Regions from separate parts of the Mus musculus genome. Here regions 1 and 2 are each linked to region 3. A link is a contact called in public HiChIP or PLAC-seq data. All regions are on one chromosome and are shown on one strand. The core of a region is the stretch at or near the end of the contact, and the rest is flanking DNA. Distances in the headings are between cores, read along the strand shown.

Region 1 (4,148 bases), core at 416-2,915, 190 kb after region 3:
CATTATTTTTTATTAAAAACTATAATTTCCACTTGATGTTTTTAGCATCTAGTAATTACCCTATAAAACAAAATATTTATTTCCAAACAGAGCTTTATTTTACAGTAGTGTCATGTGTCTAGTCTTAGTTGCTGTCTTTAATTGGTATGACGTATTTTGTGTGTTTTCTAGTCTTTGGGTCCCTTTGTGTCTCACTCCTCCTCCTTGGCAATCTAAATATAGAGAGATGCACCCTGCACTTTCTATTCCTGTGACATGAAGTAAGCACACGCCTGGAATCAGATGCGGTCACGTTCCCTTCAGACATCGAAGGGGGGAACTTCATGCTGCGGATGTGATCGCTTCCTGAGCAGGGATGCAGGGATGCTGTGGCCGAGCTTTGATGTCACCCTGGCCTTCTCTCCCAAAGATGACTAAGTTCTTATCCTGTTTCAAACACAGCAGCAGCAGCAGATTCCCGTTGAAACAGACCATTCACCATCGTCCCAAGTCTCGTTCCTCTCCCCTCCCTATCTTTCCAACCTTCCCTTTCTCCCTCATCTCCTTCTTTCCTATCTGTCAGTCAGTCTGTCTTTCATGTTTATGATAGAGATCGAACGAGCCTCTTGCATGTAAAGTGTATGTGCTCTACCACTAAACTGCAACCTCAGCCCCCAAAGCTCTTTAAAGGTTATTGACACGCCACTGGGTTCTCCCCGCCCGCAGGCTTCCACTGCGCTCTGTTGACTGTTTCCGTGGCTGTACGAGGCACTGAAGTATTATGAAGTCCCACCTGTCAATCGATGGCCCTAACACTTTCACCCTCCCACCTCTGAGAGACTTAAAATCAGTCAAGTCCACATTCTATTGAATTCATATATGAATTCAGGTCTTACTGGTGCTAAATACAGATAAAAATAGGCAGAATTTTAATATTTTTGCTTCTGATTTATATTTTTGTTTAGCCACCAATGCCATCTATAATAGGATATATCCCTTATATTTTCTGTCTTTTACAATAAGGAAATTTTTAAAAAGGAAGGCAGGAGAAACTAGATTCCAAAACAATGAATGAGCTTGTGGACAAGGCTTCTTGAAGCCTGAAGCTTGCACAGATATTTTAACTAGTATTATTGGGGTATGAATGGAAAAATGAGGACGTGACCCTCCCAGGTGTGGCGGAAGAGAAGGTTTTTTGTAGCTATGGAGGAGGGTACAGCCAGAGGCGCCTGGGAGAGTCCAGACTGAACTGGGCCAGGAGAAGAGGGTAGGGGTAGGGGCTGTGAGAGAGACAGGAGAGAGGAAACCAAGAGAGAAAGAACACATGGGACCGTGGGGAAGGAAGCAGGAAGCCGAGACCCCAAGAGAAGAACCAGACCAGAAAGCAAGCCAGGAGACACAGAAGACATGTAGGCAGAACGGCTGAGCTGTATAGGAAAAGGGACTGGGGAAGCAACACTCAAGGCTGGGGAGGTTTAAAGTTGGGGAAGGGGTACACTAGCCAGGATGACTGTGACGGGTACTTGTGAGTACAGACTTGGGTGGGCGGGCAGTCGGCTTTGCTATGTTAAACAGGCAAGGTTCAAGGCAGCCTAGTCTAAAGAATGAGTTCCAGGCCAGCAAAGTCTACCTAGTGAGACTTCCTCTCAGGGAAAAAGGAAGGGAGGGAGGGAAGATGGGCGAGGGAAGGCAAAGTCTTTGCATTGTTTGCTTGTCTGTCAGGCACTATCCGTGCTGATACATAATTGCTCATTCCATCTGTAGCATCATTTCCCGGGACTGTGCATTTTACATTTTACAGTTAAGAGGATAGGCAAGCTAGGTCACGAGACAGGTCACACAGTAGGGGGCCCGTGGAGCTGTCCTGAGTGCTGTATTCTACTTTCATATGCCTCTTTTAGAATTTGACCTATTCGTAAATAGTGTTAATCCCAAAGATGTGAGAAACACTGCCTACTCAAATCATCATGGCCAAATTAATTAAAGCAAGCAGTTAATTAAAGCAAGCTTTTTAAATGCATGTACATGAGCTGCCTCCCCCTAAGGCGGGGTGCAACAGGTCAGCCTTGGACATGAGGAAGACAAGATATTTATAGCTGAGGGGTAAGAGGTTCCAAATGGGGGATTTGACCACAAGATAGGTGGAGTTACAGGAGCAAAAATAAGGTGGTCACAAGAACATTTTAAACAGAGGTAGGGTTGCAACATGGCCATAAAGTAATCATAGCAGGGTGTTCATGACAACAGGTGGCCATAATAACCTTTTAAAACAAAGGCATGGTTGTCATTTCCTGGAACAGGCAGGACAAAGCCCTTTGTAGTTAAGATTACAGGTGGGGCATAGCCTAATCCTTGAGAAACAGGGAAGGAAGGAACCTAATTTGTCATAACTAAAAGATGGCCTTTAAGCCTAAAATGAAGGCAGACTGATTCATTAATAGGACTTTTTTCTCATCAAATGTTCTTGCCTTATTACTATTTGAATAAAAGTAACAATAGTGTGCTCTGCCCAGTTGTTGGTGGTGATGGTTTTTTTTGGTTCGGGGGTTTGGTTTGGGATTTCAGAATGGTGGATTTTGAGGCGATTGCCCAATCTGGTCTTAAATTTGAGCTGTTCTGCCTCTGCCTTCCAGATAAAGCACAGTTAGAAACTGATAATAAATGAAAATTTTTCATTTCAGGAAAGAAAATATGAAACATGCAAATTTAATAACTGGATTTAGAAACTAGAATCAAGCTGTTCTGTGTCCCACTGTGTCATAATGTGGTCAGCTGGCATTTTGGAAAGTACTGTCTGTCTGTCTTTTTATTGCCCCTGTCACTCTTAAAGTGATCTATCCATGTGGTGTGTAAACTGGATCCCTTCTGATGGTAATCAGGCCATTTGAGTAAGATGTTGTTTCTGTCATGGACAAAACCAGGCATTCTTCTTGCCAGTAATGATTGGCTGTGGGGGATAAAGCATCATTTGAACAGGACTGGTTATGATAGCCTTTTCTTTTGAGCAAAAAGCTCAGAGGGTAATTGAATTATTACAGTGAACCCAGGTGCTGAGTCAGCATTTCCCAGATCCTCTGGGTTGCTGGGGTAGCTCTGTGCTAGAATGTGTGCTTCAGCCTGGGCACGGCTCTGAGTTCAATCCCTGAAAACTTGCTAAAATTTCCATTTTTTCTTCTTCCTCAGAGATTTTCCCATCTTCTTTTGTACTCAAAGGTTTTTAAATCACTTTCATGGTCTTTTTCTTACAAATTAACTTCAGTTATTTTTTTTCCACACAGTATCACTAACTAATAACGAGAACGAAATCTAGCTTTGGCGTGTGACCTCTTTCTTTTCCAAGGCATTTATTTCCGTGGTGTGCGCTCCCGCATCTGATAGCCATGTGTAAGTGACCAGTAGCTGTTATAAAGCATGCTGAACCGGGGTGAGAGATACAGCTCTGTGTCACGGGGTAGCATGGTGCGCAGCAGAGCAAGAGTGTGGACCTCAGACTGTCGTGCCCTCGTTCAGACAGTGGCTCTTCTGTACAGCCGAGGGGCAGCAGCACCCTTAGCTGAGTGTCTCTTGCCTTGCCAGAGAACTGGGGCAGTGAGGACAGTTCGTAGCTGTTTGACATGGTTATGAGCCTGTGCTCATTTTATGGAAGGACCTCCCACTAACGTGTACGCCATCTTTCGTGGGTTTTAGCGGCCCCATACCCTGTGGGTAATTGTTCTCTCCTTAGTTCAGGCACCTAGAAAAGTCTCCCTGTGCTGTCCTTGACTGGTTATTTTGTATAAAGACTCCATTTGCCCAGCGGAGAGGCAAACTCCGCTGTTCACCGGAGCTCATTCCACCCCACCCCTCTACTGTAGATTCCTCTGGGCCTCGGCAGCCCCCACTGCAGACGTGTAAATCGCTAGTGATGCTTGCTTTTCATTCAAGAACTTTCTGAATGATAACTGAGCTTGATTTGGAAAGAGCGGTAAGTTTCAACCAAATTTTATTCCACAGCCAATGAAGTTTACTGATGTAAAAAAAGCTTTTTGAAGCCGCTTGATATTTGGAGCAGAGCCTGGCTAAATTAACTGACCTGAACTACTCCCTCAGATGGCAGCCAACACGGTGACAGCCTTCATTACACAGGACACCCCACCCCACCCCGCTTCAGTGGAACATAATAGAAGGTT
Region 2 (4,489 bases), core at 1,447-3,946, 240 kb after region 3:
GCCCTAACACCGCTCTCTCAGAAGATGGCTGCATTCAGATACAGTCAGATACAGTACTGGAGCAAGTAACTAGGTTCAAAGAAGGCCACTAGATGGGTATAGATCCATCTGACATTTGCCTTTATGAGAAAAAAAAAAAATGGGCACATCAAGAGACACCAGGACACACATGCACAGAGAGGCGATGATGGAGAAGCAGTCTGGGCAGCCACCCACCCACAAACCAGGCAGAGGGCCACACGTAGACCTTCCAGAACACTGACAAAATGGGTTTCTGCTGTTTAAGCCACCCAGCTACAGAATATTGTCCGGGCAGCCCTATCATACTAGCGCAGGGCTGTGTGCCCGACAGCTTCCTGCCAGCGCTGTGTCTTAGTGTCCTTACAGTGGCATCTACTGTCACTCTGCCTCAGACAAACCACAGGCAGCTGCACACAAGGCATCCCAGCTGAGAGACCAAAAGGCTGTTCGTTCACTTTGAAATCGTTTTCTGAGAAGACATCTGGAAATGGCAGCAAGCTTTGTTTTTATGAAACACTTCTAATTTCACTTTTCCAAGTTTGGGTGATTTCTCCCTTCACTGAGCATGAAATAAAATCTCATCATCACTGCTAAGAGGCAAGTGGAGATGATTAATAAATCTCAATACCTTTGCTGGGGCTTTATAATTCCATCGTTCTTCCTGTCTCTTACTAGTTTATTCCGTGCCTTGTCTCCTTTAAAACTTGAGATGGAGGAGATTTATGGTTCCATTTATCTGCTCTTTTCTGCCTTTTTCTCAGAACAGCAGTTTTGAGAATAAAGGAAGTTTGATCCATCACTCTGCATTTCCAGAAGGCTGAGAGGAGGGGACGCCTGTGAATGTTATACAAGTGGCTGCCTCTGACCCAGGCACTTTGCATATCTTAACTTTTTATTTGAGACAGGTTCTCTTGGCTAGCCTGGAACTCACAGAGACTCTGCCTCCTGAGTACTGGCATTAAAAACCATGCACCAGCTGGCCTTTCTTTCATTCTCATCAGCTCTATCAGAGTCCATGTGATAGAGGAGAGGACACACCCATATCACAGGTGGAGACACTGATACTGTCGACAGCCACAGCTGCTGTGTGGTAGTGTCTGCTCGGAGCCTGGTACCTTCACAATTCCTCTCAGACAGAGCTATTTCTGTTCCTTACATGATTGGTTCTCGGTTTGTTTTGTTCTTTTTAGCCTGTGCTATGGTTTCTATGGGACTCAACACAGTTTAGATTTTAGGGGCTGAAAAGGACCAAAGTTGTAGCATTTGGCCTTCTCCAGAAGTCCGTTTCTGGTTCCTTTGCTACCCAGGTATCACTCCCAGGACAGAGAAGACTATTCTGTTTGTTACCCAAGCCAGCTGCAGCATCATGAGAACGATCACCTGCTGAGCTCTGCCCTGTCTGAGTGCTCTTACACTCTGACAGCCTTTGTCCCATTCCTCCCCTCTCCCTTTCTCTATTTGAGAGCAACAGCAACAAAAACACAGTTTTAAAGAAGTGATGTAAGAATACAAAGTTGCTTCCTTAAAACTCTTTTTTAGGTTAAGAATTCCATCTAAGGCTGCCAGAAATGAGTGAGCAGGGTTCCTTGGAGACAGGTGCCGAGTCTAATTCCAGTTAATATATTCATTGATTTCTTGAAGACTGTAGCAAGAAAGATGTCAATCAAAATGAAAGATACTAGAGAATTCTTTGAAAGATTATGGTTAATTTTAATTTGGGGGAAAGGAACTGTCATGTCAAAGAAAGTAAAAAACTAATTTATGCAAGAATAAAGACTAACTAGAACATACAACAAAGAAATTATGAAATGAGTTGGGGGTCTGTGTGGATAGTGTATAATCAGCCAGTCACTTAATGACTGTCTTATGTTTCTGGGCAAATATATATATAGAGAGAGAGATTACCTTGTTTAATAGGGAAAAAATCCTAAAAGCAGGGCACAAAGAAATGGGCTAACTATTCACCACTATCAATAAGAATAGAGAGACCCAGCAAGTGGCTCAGAGAGTAAAGATGCTTCTGACCTGAGTCCAGCCCCAGAGCCACATATAGGTAGTGCGTAGGATCCACTAAATCCAACTTAACTCAAACACCACGTCAATGCAGACGACAAAAATTTACTGTAATCAAGCTGCTACTGATTGATCCGGGCCACAGAACAGACTTGGGAGCTGAACTGGGACCCTAGAGAGAAATTACACAGCACATTTAAAGGATGAGACCACGCAGCGAGAGGGAGCGGAGTGGGCTGTAGCATTGTCCAGTCATATTTTGACTTAAGGGGTTGAGCAAGGGAGTTTTCACCAATCAGGATAGGAGTCGGTTCCTGGGCCTGGAACATGACCTTGTTTGACCCTGCCAGCAAGATGGAGAGGTTGTCCTTGAGATGTCTGGACTGGGACAACTTTTTCCTTATAATGTAAGGGTCCATGCTTCCCCGAAGAATGAAACCCCAGACTCAAAACAGTATGAAAGCGCAGAGTGTTTTATTCTTCAGAAGTCCAGCATTCTCCCATTACCAGGATAGAGAGACAATCACGTGAGCCTGAAGAAGGCTCGCTTTAAAACACATTGGAATTCTGGGATAGATGACCTTTGTCTTACTCCACCTCTAGACTTTCTGGAACCATTTTCAAGGTGTGAAGTCTGGAAACTGCTGCCGACCCATTGTCTTTGCCTCGGGCCAGGTGGTGGGCAGCTTTGAGGGCAGGACTTGCCTGGGCTTGCCCAGTTCTTAGAAACTGAGATTTAGGCCTCGTCTCCTGAACTGCCAGTTTGAAGCCTGTCATGGAATCAGCCGAGCCTTCTCACTAAGAGAAGCTGTTCAGCTATTGGGAAGTTCCTAGCTCTCCTAGAACCTGGGACCTTTATTTAGTTTCTCCTATGATTAAATGGAATGTGAAAACAAAATGGTAGCACTTAGGTTAAGTTTCTTTTGCTTATTCCCACAGTGAAAAGAAAGAACTGATTCTACGGGGTTGTCCGATCCCTACAAGTGGGCCATAGCACATGGGCCTGCACATTCGTCTCACACACACACATAATCCAAATAAATAAATTGTTAAGGATTAGAGAAAATGAGATTAATACTTTTTTAAAATTTACTCTTCTAATCTATGAGATCTGGGGATTAAGTTCAAGTTCTTGGGCTTGGTGGCAAATGTATTTATGTACCAGCTGGCTTGCCTGCCTGTTGCTATTGCTTTCAGTGTTGGGTCTAACCTAAGTCTGGCCCAAGCCAGGCGAGTGCTCTGCCACTGTGCACTGTGCACAACACTATAGTCTAGCCCAGAGGGGTTAATTTCAGAGTGCCTAAGGAGCCCCTAGAATCATGTTTGGATCCATCCAAGCATAACTGTGTGTACCGTTTCTTGCTCTAACAGTGCAGGCAGGGATCACATTGCCTGTGAGAGACAAAGGCCAAGTGGTTACAGAAAAGGACGGGGCAGGAAGGCCTCCAGCTGGGCTTGGTTGTCCTCACAGCCTGTATTTGTCTTGGCTTTTGTTTTTGATCCTGGCTTTTTGAGACAGGATTTCTTAGCATAGACCTGGCTGGGTTGATTACACATTTTGTACATCATGCTGGCCTCAAACTTAGTCTCCTGGCTCTGCCTTCCAAGTACTGGTTTGTAGGCACGTGCTACCAAGCTGCCGGGTCCAGAGTTGATTCTTTCTTTTTTCCTCACAATTTATTTATTTATTTGATGTGCATTGGCATTTTGCCTGCTTGTCTGTCTGTGTGAGGGTGTCAGATCCCCTAGAACTGAAGTTACAGGCAGGTGTGAGCTGCCAGGTGGGTGCTGGGAACTGAACCCGGGTCCTCTGGAAGAACAGCCAGTACTCTTAACCTCAAAGCCCCACAGAGTTGACTCTTAATTACATGCAAGCAAACAAAGCAGAGTTTTCATCGGGATTGCTTCTCTTTTACTCTTTTGCTTCTACAAAGCAAAATAGAGATAATAATAAATTTATAGTTTCTTATTCCATTCTCGGTTTTAGCTTGAATTATTCAATAAAAGGTACTTTACTCCTTTAAGTATTTATAACTTTAACAAGCAAAGTACATATTTAAAGGAGGTTTTTTGTTTGTTTATATTTTAAGAAAAAAGACCTATGAGCAGCCTCCTCCCTTGTAAAGTAATACAACTGTTGGTTATAAAGGTAAAGGTATTTTACTAATATTTTTTCTTTGAGGGAAAAAATCTATATACAGTATGACCTGCCTTATTCTTGTCAAAGTGTTGAGAGAAGACCAGAGCAAGCATTTTCTTAAATGTGAAAAAGTGGGCTGTGGTTTTTCACCAGAAACTATGATATTACCACAGCATTACAGACTGTGTGAGGAGGCTGCAGAAGAGACTCGGGATAACAGTCCAGGACGCTTGTCCCAAGGATCTGGGTTCAATTCCCAGGACCCACCAGGTGGCTCTCAACCATCTTAACTCTAGCTCCCCAGGATCCAGTGCC
Region 3 (4,090 bases), core at 228-2,727:
TGGCCCTGATTTACTTCCGGCTTGCCCCTTTTGTTATCAGGGCAGCTACTCTCTTTGACCCAGTCCTCCCATGAAACCTATGTATATAGGTGTGAAAAAAATAAAAATCTACATTCTCAGACTAATGACTCGGCTAAGCAGATAAAGGTGCCTGCCACAAAGCCAGATGACCTAAGCTTGACTCCTGGGACCCACATAGGAAGCAGAGACCTGAGTTTCTCAAAGCTGACCTCTACCTCTGTCTGTGTGTTAGAACACACGTGTGTCACCCCCTTATCCCCACCACCACCAATAACAACAACAAAGAATGTAAAAAAAAAATCTGAATTCTGTAGCTTCATATCTGACACGCTTTAATATTGCATATTATCATGGGAACTTATTTTTACTTCCGTTAGTTCTAAGAAACAACAAGAACTACCTTATTTATCCACAGAGCTTTGCACTTGGGTCTCCTAAGTATCAAATAAAACAAATTAGTATTCGAGGTTCATCTCTTGAATCAGGATTTAGAAATATTCAGGAGTACTAAAATGCCACTTTATAACCCTCTAAAATTGACATTACCTACCCTTTTTAATAGGCAAAGTCAATACTATGGCGCACATCCTATCAATTATCCCGGCTTGGTGTGCATGTGGAAACATACAGTTTGTGCCCATCGCTGTGCTAATTACATCAATATAAGCAGTGAAGAATCTGTAACCACCCATGCAGTTGGTTCTCTATATTTTCTCGCCCTTGGAGGTGCACTGGGAAGAATGGAGAGTCAGAGGATCCTGCTGCAGATTCATTTACACAGTTTATAAATCACAGAGATGCGAATTCTGAAGGCAGATCATTAGTAAGAAGTAAACTGCACAAATCAACATTTATATAGTTTAGTCTCCTCATCAAAATGGAATTTGGGAAAAGTCAGTCTTCCAGATGACACAGAACTTTCAAGGGCAGCAGGCAAGGACAATGGCTACTGTATAATATCAAAAGCACTGGAGATGCAGCTCGGTGGTGGAGCATCTGCATAGCGTGTGTAAGGTGTGAGTTCAGTACCTGGCAGTACACTAAAATCAAATCACAAGTGGAGCCGTGTTATAGAGCTAGACAAGGTTCTCTGGCCACAAATGACTCCATCATCTTAGTATCTTAACACCCCTCCTCCATGAAGACAGTCTGTAAGCCGTGCCTGGCCTGGATGTCTTCCTACCAATGGCTACTTCCATTCTGTAGGACACAGAGTAAAAAGATTCAGACTCATTTTGTGATTTAAAATGGGTTCCATATTAAACCTGGAGGCTTTTAGGGAATGTCATCTCAGGATGGGATCCCTGGTGTGCTGATTGCTTCACACTGAGAACACTTGGAGGCCAGCCAGTGCAAAAAGAAGCTTTTCTCAGAAATTCCAGGAGGGTGGAACACCTTTCAGGCACAGCAGGGGCATTACCATGATAATCAGAGCGGCTATGAGGACCTCCCAAGATCCGGCCTGTTTTCTCCCAAAAGAGGGTACAGATAGGTTCGTGAACCTCACCTGAGACTCCAGCCACTCCACCATCCCCATGTCCTCTCCTCTACCCCAAGTTGTATATAATTCTGTCCTGCTGGATATGTTCTTGGATGGAACAAGCGGTCACCAGTTGAGAAAGTTTAACCAAGAGTGGACTCTCCGTAACTTTTGGCAAGTCCTGCCTCTGCTGGGTGGGGCTTTCCAGTGATGTAGCTCTCTTAAGTCACCCACACACAGTCCTGTAGGTAACCCCTCTCCTCCAGTACAAAAGCTTGGGGCTGGCAAGCATAGGGAATGGTTCAGCGACTCCACTTGGTCTGGGCTAGGCACACAGGCCTCTGCTAATACTGCACTTGGCAACCTGAAGGCCTTACCTGCAGGTACTGCACAAACACAGCCCTCTCCAAACATGGAATACATTTCTCATACTGAACATCAAATCTGAGACAGAACACTCTGTTCGGCTATGAAAATGAGATCAACCAAACTAGTTTTGGTACACGAGCAATAAGTAAACTATGCTGGTGTAAGTGAAGTTTTAGAAAGAACCCACTATTTGCTGTCTTATGTCTGAGTGAGATTAGGTATACATGTGATAAAAAAAAAAGCCAGATGCATTATGGGAAATTCACAGTAAAGAAATAGATACATAATGCAATCTATCAAAGATAGAGAACCACCCAAAGGATGCCCCGAGTGACTAAACGGCAAACGGCTCCCTTTCCCCTTTTTTTGGTCCCATTCGGAGAAGCCACAGACATTTGGGGCCTTGAGAACCTTAGCCCATGGGATCTGTTGTCAGTCTTGAGAGTGTGTTCCTGTCTAATCTATACTTGCTTCACTGTGAATACAATGTTATTGTCACTTTTGTCATCTAGGTAACACATTATTTCAACTCTTTGAATAAAGAGGCCCTAGGCCTGGACTCAATAAAGTCAGTGGATGAACTTGGGTGGAATGTGTCTCTGGTCTGTTGCTGATGCACCTATCTGGCTTGGGTGAACAGACATTTGTTAGCCTCAAGAAAAGCTCAGCTGGGGCTGGAGAGATGGCTCAGCTGTTAAGAGCACTATTCTAGAGGTCCTGAGTTCAATTCCCAGCAACCACATGATGGCTCACAACCATCTGTAATGGGATCTGATGCCCTCTTATGGCGTGTCTGAAGACAGCTACAGTGTACTCATTATACATATAAAATAAATAAAATCTTAAAAAAAAAAAAAAGAAAGAAAGAAAGAAAGAAAGAAAGAAAAGAAGAAAAAGAAAGAGAAAAAGAAAAGCTCAGCCAACACATCCCAGCCTAAAGCTTAGATCCAGAAGGAAAAAAAATCTTCAATGGTCTTCAATCCTGGCCCTGAGATTCCACCAGCCAGAGAAGACTAAATGTTTCTCTGAAGAGAAGAGGACAATCCCCGTGCGGAGTCTGGCTTTGACATCCACTATCGTCCTTCACCTTCACAGAGAACCAGTTACAAACCAGTGTGCTCTCTAGCCCTTCACGTCCCCTGAAGATCAATCCTTTCCTCACACTGACCACACCCCACCTCCCTTACAAAAGGACTGTGCGAACCTCTATCCTCATTGGCTCCTTAAATACTACAGTAAAGTGAATACACTCATAAATCTGTGTGCTGCTTCTGCTAGTCATTTACCCACTGTCCGTTCACTTCAGCAAACCATCAGAAGACAGAGGGGAAGTTTCGTTATTGATAGTTAGCATTTACACACGTTTAAATTTGAACTACAAAACATTAGTGCCATTGATCTTCCAACTTCACTAATTGCTACGTAATCTTAAGTGAGTCCATTAACTCCCTTGCTGAGCCTTCTTTCTCATCCATAAAACAAAAAGTTGGATTAACTGAAGCCTAAAATCCTTGCCTAATGCTAGCATCCTAAAATGGCAATAATCTTTGCACTCTGCCTGGCATCCTAGTGAGATCCAAACAAGTAGGAGATGAATAGAAAGAAACGGGGCATGATGAAAAAGCCTTTAAAGAGCTAGGCCTAAACCTTAGCCCTACCCTGAATTAACCATAAGACTGTGGATAAGCCTTGCGTGCCTTATCTTCAAAGCTGGATAGGAATGTCTATTATCTAGGTTTCTTTCTTTATGAGGATTAAATCGTAAAATACATTTGAAAAATACATCTAGGTCTTGAGGGAAGGGCCATAAGTCACGTGGTTTGATTCCGAACACCAAAAAACAAACAAAAAACAAACAAACAAAAAACCCTCCTAAGACCTATAATGGCTTCTTCACTCAGTGAGTGCTCACTGTATGTCCCTTCTCTCAAAGCCTGACTTCTAGCATCATAGCATGATTTTTTTCCTTGAGAGCCATTTCTTTTTTTCTTTTCCTTTTTTTTTTGTTTTTGGTTGTTCGAGACAGGGTTTCTCTGTGTAGCCCTGGCTGTCCTGGAACTCACTCTGTAGACCAGGCTGGCCTCGAACTCAGAAATCTGCCTGCCTCTGCCTCCCGAGTGCTGGGATTAAAAGTGTGTGCCACCACTGCCCACTTTTTAAACCAAGACTTTTAACTTGATGAGGTATGAAGAGTGCCTCAGCCTGCAGTGACCTGAGTGG

The links. HiChIP or PLAC-seq counts read pairs in DNA pulled down with a chosen protein or histone mark.
Region 1: an H3K27ac HiChIP or PLAC-seq map of embryonic stem cells shows a contact between it and region 3, with 6 read pairs. The contact joins two enhancer-like sites. A contact is called at or near these places in 1 of 484 Hi-C or Micro-C datasets (nephron progenitors), 1 of 115 datasets of contacts at active chromatin or transcription factors (embryonic stem cells) and 3 of 9 other capture datasets (adipose tissue, embryonic stem cells and liver).
Region 2: an H3K27ac HiChIP or PLAC-seq map of embryonic stem cells shows a contact between it and region 3, with 5 read pairs. The contact joins two enhancer-like sites. A contact is called at or near these places in 1 of 39 promoter capture datasets (liver), 1 of 484 Hi-C or Micro-C datasets (bone marrow-derived macrophages) and 3 of 115 datasets of contacts at active chromatin or transcription factors (double positive thymocytes and embryonic stem cells).

Annotation. Positions count from the first base shown.
Region 1 is chr10:59,752,081-59,756,228 of GRCm38.p6, forward strand. The region is part of intron 5 of Micu1 (mitochondrial calcium uptake 1); the gene reads left to right. Among named protein-coding and RNA genes, the nearest start is that of Gm17059, 46 kb to the right of the region's middle. Within about 2 kb of position 1,666, at least 16 of the 459 cell types and tissues checked have an H3K27ac peak or open chromatin away from gene starts, as enhancers often do. A contact at or near this core is called in embryonic stem cells, where this site is marked.
Region 2 is chr10:59,792,590-59,797,078 of GRCm38.p6, forward strand. All of the region lies in intron 8 of Micu1 (mitochondrial calcium uptake 1), which reads left to right. Among named protein-coding and RNA genes, the nearest start is that of Gm17059, 5.4 kb to the right of the region's middle. Within about 2 kb of position 2,697, at least 15 of the 459 cell types and tissues checked have an H3K27ac peak or open chromatin away from gene starts, as enhancers often do. A contact at or near this core is called in embryonic stem cells, where this site is marked.
Region 3 is chr10:59,557,369-59,561,458 of GRCm38.p6, forward strand. The region is part of intron 1 of Mcu (mitochondrial calcium uniporter); the gene reads right to left. Among named protein-coding and RNA genes, the nearest start is that of Gm40671, 16 kb to the right of the region's middle. Within about 2 kb of position 1,478, at least 11 of the 459 cell types and tissues checked have an H3K27ac peak or open chromatin away from gene starts, as enhancers often do. A contact at or near this core is called in embryonic stem cells, where this site is marked.